Linked DNA regions of Sus scrofa: region 1 is linked to region 2. A link is a contact called in public Hi-C data. All regions are on one chromosome and are shown on one strand. The core of a region is the stretch at or near the end of the contact, and the rest is flanking DNA. Distances in the headings are between cores, read along the strand shown.

What was found. A called contact is a pair of places that touch in the nucleus more often than the background predicts.
Region 1: a Hi-C map of liver shows a contact between it and region 2, with 2.7 times the contacts expected there. The contact joins the enhancer-like site here to the promoter of ATP8B1 in region 2. A contact is called at or near these places in 1 of 5 promoter capture datasets (liver), 8 of 47 Hi-C or Micro-C datasets (embryonic fibroblasts, heart right ventricle, liver and 2 more) and 1 of 2 datasets of contacts at active chromatin or transcription factors (skeletal muscle).

Annotation. Positions count from the first base shown.
Region 1 is chr1:163,028,086-163,031,109 of Sscrofa11.1, forward strand. ATP8B1 (phospholipid-transporting ATPase IC) reads left to right here. Exons shown (of 28, transcript XM_021100031.1): 13 at 1,710-1,918. Among named protein-coding and RNA genes, the nearest start is that of SLC51B, 52 kb to the right of the region's middle. Within about 2 kb of position 1,341, at least 2 of the 83 cell types and tissues checked have an H3K27ac peak or open chromatin away from gene starts, as enhancers often do. A contact at or near this core is called in liver, where this site is marked.
Region 2 is chr1:162,934,665-162,937,728 of Sscrofa11.1, forward strand. It overlaps ATP8B1 (phospholipid-transporting ATPase IC), which reads left to right and starts at 1,545. Exons shown (of 28, transcript XM_021100031.1): 1 at 1,545-2,115.

The DNA of each region.
Region 1 (3,024 bases), core at 91-2,590, 93 kb after region 2:
CCTGGTGTGAGTTGATGCTCTGCCTTCCACATCCATCCATAACCTCCAGCACCTCCACCCACTTCCTGGGCTCCCCTATCTCTAGCCTTGAACTCCTCAGCTGTACCAGTACCTGCCCAGGACTTTGGCGCTTGGTCTCACCAGTGCCTATAACCTCCTTTCCCCTCCATATCTACAGAGTTGCTCTTTCTTGTCCTTTGGGTCTCCACTCAAACATCATCTTATCACCCTGGCTTTTCCTGACCCTCTCCATTCTTAAACATCACTTCCTCTGCCTGTCCGTCTCCATCTCCCCTTATCCTGCTTTGATTTTCTGCAGAGAATTTTCACCCCTTGATATACTGTATAGTTACTGGTTTATTTCTTTGTCCATCTCCATTAGAAGGTAAACTCCTTGAGAGCAGGGATTTGGTCTGTTTTGTTTACTGATGTGGCCCCTGTACCTAGGCTGGTGTGTGGCACATAGTAGGCACTCAGGAAACACTTAAGGGAGGAGAGAAGAAGGGAGTTATTTTTCCATCTTTTTAGCTTATTATAAAGACATCCAGAGTTCCCGTTGTGGCTCAGTGGTTAACGAATCCAACTAGAAACCATGAGGTTTCGGGTTCGATCCCTGGCCTTGCCCAGTGGGTTAGGGATCCAGTGTAGCTGTGAGCTGTGGTGTAGGTCACAGACGTGGCTCAGATCCTGTGTTGCTGTGGCCCTGGCATAGGCCAGCAGCTACAGCTCCAGTTAGACCCCTAGCCAGGGCACCTCTGTATGCCGCGGGAGCTGCCCTGGAAAAGGCAAAATAAAATAAAATAAAATAAAATAAAATAAATAAAATAAAATAAAATAAAATAAAATAAAATAAAGACATCCTTTACCCACTGAACAGTTGCTGGATGTGTAAGCACCTTCCTTCTGAGTTATATTTAATCAGTTACAGTTTGAAAATGGAAATGATCCTTTCAGAATATCGTTTTTTGGACATTCTATAAACTTACACGAATTTAGGACTGTACACCAGGACCTACTATATAGCACAGAAAACTACATTTAATATCTTGTAATAACTTACCATGGAAAAGAATCTGAAAAAGAATATATATGTGTATAGTGTATAACTGAATCACTTTGCTGTACACCTGAAACTAACGCAACATTGTGAATTAACTGTACTTCAATTCTAAAATGGTTTTGAAAAAAAGATTTTAGGCAAAAATCTTTGCTTTTTCACAGTGTGATGTCACAATTTAGGGGTTATTTGCCAAAAACCCTTTGCTCTCTTGAGAGCACACAGGGGTGTGTGACCTAGTAGACTCTCACTCCCTTTGCCCTATAATTGGGGACAGAGGTGAATGTGCCATTCCAGTTGTCCCTGGGTGCAATGGGCAATGAGAGAAAAGAGTAGGAATTGCTACAGCGTACGATGCCCCCTGCAGTGTTACCATGTCACTTGCAGGGCTGTGTGTTCTGAACGTGGGGGTGCCATGTCCATGACCGGATGTGCTCAGGAGTGACTAGGAAATCACATTGAGAGGCTGCTTTGACCATGAAGCTGGAAAAAGTGTTTAGCCAGGAGAATCCAGAAGCTGGGCACACAGGTCACTGCAGACCTTGTCTCTTTGTACACAAGCAGCTCGTTCCTGATGCCAAGTGAGGACAAAATCCACTGGCTGCCACCCATATCTGAGAACCCCATCAAAAGTTATCTCTTGTCTTCCTAGCGTGGAAGTGATTCGTCTTGGACAGAGTTACTTCATCAACTGGGACCTGCAGATGTACTATCCTGAGAAAGACACGCCGGCCAAGGCGAGAACCACCACGCTGAATGAACAGCTCGGGCAGATCCATTACGTCTTCTCGGATAAGACAGGGACACTCACACAGAACATCATGACCTTTAAAAAGTGCTGCATCAACGGGCAAATTTATGGTGAGCGGAAGCTGTTACTCCATCCCTGGGCATGTGTGGCCGCAGGCTGCCTTTGCCAAGTTGCTCCCCTCCCACAGCAGAGCACTGGTGCTCATTCTGGTGATGCTTTGGAAGCAGACACCACTGGTGGCATTGGGATTGTGTGTGTGGTGAGGTCAGGAGTCAGCAATAGACACACATTCCTCAAAAAATGAAACTGTCATGTGAGGCAGCAATTCCTTCCTAACTACACACCCCAAAGAATCAAAAGCAGGGACTCAAAGCGATATTGACATACACATGTTCCTAGCAACATTATTCCTAAGTGCTAAGGTGTAGAAGTAACCTAAGGGTCCATCAGTGGATAAATGGACGGGGAAAGTGGGATCTTATTCTGTCTTAAAAATGAAGGAGATTCTGACACCTGCTACAACGTGGATGAACCTTCAGGATGTTCTACTACATGAAATAAGCCAGAGACAAAGGGACACATATGGTGGGATTCCACTTATGTGAGGTGCTTAGAGGAGTCGGGTTCATAGACACAGAAAGTAGAATGGTGGTCACTAGGGGCTGTGGGGACAGGAGAATGGGGAGTTGCTGTTCAGTAGGTACAGACTTTCGATTTTAACAGATGGTAAGAGCCACAGAGGGATGGTGAGAATGGCTGCATGACAGTATGTACTTAATGTACTTAATGCCACTGAACTGTTCTAGACAACAAGGATCTATTCTATAGCACAGGGAACTATATTTAATATCCTGTAAGAATTTATAATGGAAAAGAATGTAAAAAAGAATATATAAATATGTGTATATATATATAGATAGATATATAGATATGAATATATACATGTGTGTATGTATAACAGAAATCACTTTGCCGTATACCTGAAACAAACACAACACTGTAAACCAATGATACTTCAATTTTTAAAAATGGTTGGGAGTTCCCATTGTGGTGCAGCGGAAATGAATCTGACTAGTATCCACGAGGATGTGGATTCAATCTCTGGCCTCGCTCAGTGGGTTGGGGATTTAGTGTTGCCATGAGCTGTGGTATAGGTTGTAGACATGGCTTGGATCCCATGTAGCTGTGTTGTAGGCCAGCAACTGTAGCTCCGATT
Region 2 (3,064 bases), core at 295-2,794:
GAACTCCCTACACATTTTTTTTTTTTTTTGGTCTTTTTTGCCATTTCTTGGGCCGCTGCCACGGCATATAGAAGTTACTAGGCTAGGGGTCGAATCGAAGCTGTAGCCACTGGCCTACGCCAGAGCCACAGCAAAGCGGGATCCGAGCCGAGTATGCAACCTACACCACAGCTCACGGCAACACCGGATCGTTAACCCACTGAACAAGGGCAGGGATCGAACCCGCAACCTCATGGTTCCTAGTCAGATTTGTTAACCACTGCGCCACAACGGGAACTGTCCTATACATTTTTAAATTGGGTTGTTTGCTTTTTTGATATTAAGTTGTATGAGCTGATTATATATTTTGGATATTAACTCTTTTTGGTTATATCATTTGTTAATATTTTCTTCTGTTCAGTGGGTTGTCTTTTTGTTTTGTTGATGGCAACCCCCCCTCAACCAAATCTTTAGTCTGCATCTAGTTGATGCCTGCTTCCAGGCCCCAGTTCCCTCCCTAGTCTTGTTTTACCACTGTAATGCCAGTCATCTGGTCTACCCTTGTGTTATCTGGCTTTTAGAGCTTTACTCTGCTGTTGGGTTCAAAAACGAAGCACTGGAAGAAACCATGTGAGATCCAGACTTATTTTATGGATGAGGAAACTGAGACCCAGAGAAATTAAATGACTGACCAGCACCACCTAGTCAAAGATTAAATGTAACTACTGAAAAAGAAACTCAGAGCAGTCTAGAGTTTAACAGTATCAGTTGAGTCTTTCATACACTTAAAATCAAATTAGTAGACCACTCTTTGAATACCCTCTCCATGCAACACTGATCCCTAAATCCCTGGGTCTTTGAATTCCACCCCAAGCATGGCTTCTTCAATGAAGTTCCTTAAGCCCCAGTTGGAAGTCTGAACTCTTAGACCGAAGATCTGGGGCTTTCTGATCTACCACAACTAGTTATTTGTCTATGAGTCCTATCTCCCCTATACATTTTAAGTAAACTATAATTTATCTTTGACTTTCCTCCATTCTTATCCCAAAGACTTGTACAGAGCAGGTGCGCAGTGAAATTCTGCGGAACAAAGTTTCTGGTGTAATGGGGTGGGGGGCAATTCAAGCGCCCAGACACCAGGTAGCAACCATGCAAGTGAGTCCAAAATTTTCAAATGCATCGTGCCATTCGTCCGCTGCACCCTGAGTCCTTTTGACTCCAAACCCATAAAGGTGAGAGAGTTTGGTTTCAGTAGAAAGTCAGCTTGCTGCAATTACAAGTTTCTCGAAATCTTTCAGCAGCGCCCTCTCTTCCTCTACTCTCAGAGCGGCGAAGTGCGACCCGCATCGGTGACCAGCCCGGGAACGTGACTTGGCGTGGAGAGGGTATAGCTCCCCTTACCGAGGGAGCTCAGGTCCCAGGCGAACGGCGGCCTCGCCAGCTTTCCGGGCTGACGCGATCACCGGGCTAAGCGGCGGCCAGCCTGACCGAGGGCGGTGGGAAAGTGACGCGAGGCTGGCGGGGCGGGGTGGCAATCGCGTCCCCAAGGAGGCGGGAGCGTCGGGGGAGTTGAGAGCGGGCCAGACGAGGAGAGGAGAGCGCTCGGGCTTCAGCCGGGGTCTCCATCTGCCGCCGGGGCGTACCGAGGGCGCGGGGCTCGACCTGGGCGGTGTCTGCTCGCTCCGGGGCTCGCCGTCCAGCTCCTCTCCGCCCCCGGGAGGGATAGAGGGAGGGCAGAAGGCCGGGCCCGCCCCCCGCCCCAGCCCCAGCCCCAGCCCCGCGCGGCGGCCGCGGCAGCCAGAAGGAGACAGGAGGCACCACCCGGGAGCGGAGAAACCAGTTTGGCCAGTCCCTTGGAGCGGAGGGAAAAGGAAGGCCGCAGAGGAAGGGGGCGCGGACGCGGGGCGGGGTAAGGCGAGGAGCCATTGGGAGCTGCGAGAGCCGGAGGAGCCGCCGCCAACTGGACACGCTTCCCGGGGCCACGGGCCAGCCCCCGCGCGCCATGAAGAGCTAGCGCGGCTGCCAGCGCTGGGGCCCGGCGGACCGCGGCGGCGGCAGCGGTGGGCAGGTGCGCAGCGAGCGCGCGGAGAGGCGTGCACCCGGCGGATGCCCCAGCCGGGGCCCATCGAGCGCCAGGTAAGAAGGAGCGCCGCGCCAGGGCCCCTAATCTGCCCCACCCGCCGGACCCTCAGGTCCCCTGGCGGCCCCGGGGCGGCGGACTCCAGGGATCCGGGATGCAGTGGCAGCAGCTGTCCGCACCCTCGAGCTTCTGAGCCCACATGGATGGAATTTGGGTGGCGATGCCGGGGCTTTTGCGGTCTCGGGGACGTGAAGACACAGCTGGTGGGGCAGGCAGCACTGACGAAGGCCAGGGGGGTTTCACCTTCGGGGAGAAGAGGGGAATCGCGGGAGGTGTCTGAATTCTTCGCTCCTTTGCTATCCACACGTCCCGGCTTCAAGACTGAGTATCAAACCTGGCAGGGCTTGTGGGTCCTTGAGGAGGGCCGCTGGCTTCCCTGCAATGTCTGGGTCCCTCTGGAAGACCCTCTTGGCAAGATTCTGCTGGGGCCCCCTTGGGAACTTATATAAACGCGTTGGAAAAAGACCTTAGGGCCGAAGGTACCCGCCGTCCCTTCGGGGAGGGATGGAGGGTGGGATCTTCTCCATCGCGCCTGCTGCGGGATCAGGCACCTTCTAGACGTCTTCCGTCGACCTTAATGCCCGTTGGGCGGTGATGGGGAAGGATGTTTTCCCCTGTGACTGTAAGGTCCTATCTGCCAACTCCCGTGGCATTCCCAACAGGCCACCTCCTTCCCTCCCTAGTTTGGTGCCCGGCGCTGTCCCCTCGCTGTGTGCGTGCGGAGTGGCAACTTGTTGGGGGAGGGGTGATGCAGAGAATAGAGAGTGCTTTAACACCCCCACTTCCTCACTCCTTTCAAGTGAGAGGAGAGCTTGTGTTTGTCCAACTTCTCCGAGGGAGTGTGCGCCCCTAGTCTTCTTGGGGAGGGGGGAGGACTGGAACGTAGATACGTGACAGCTGTGGTGGACTCGGGTGCAGGGGAGGATGCAGAACGGGGTAGGGGGT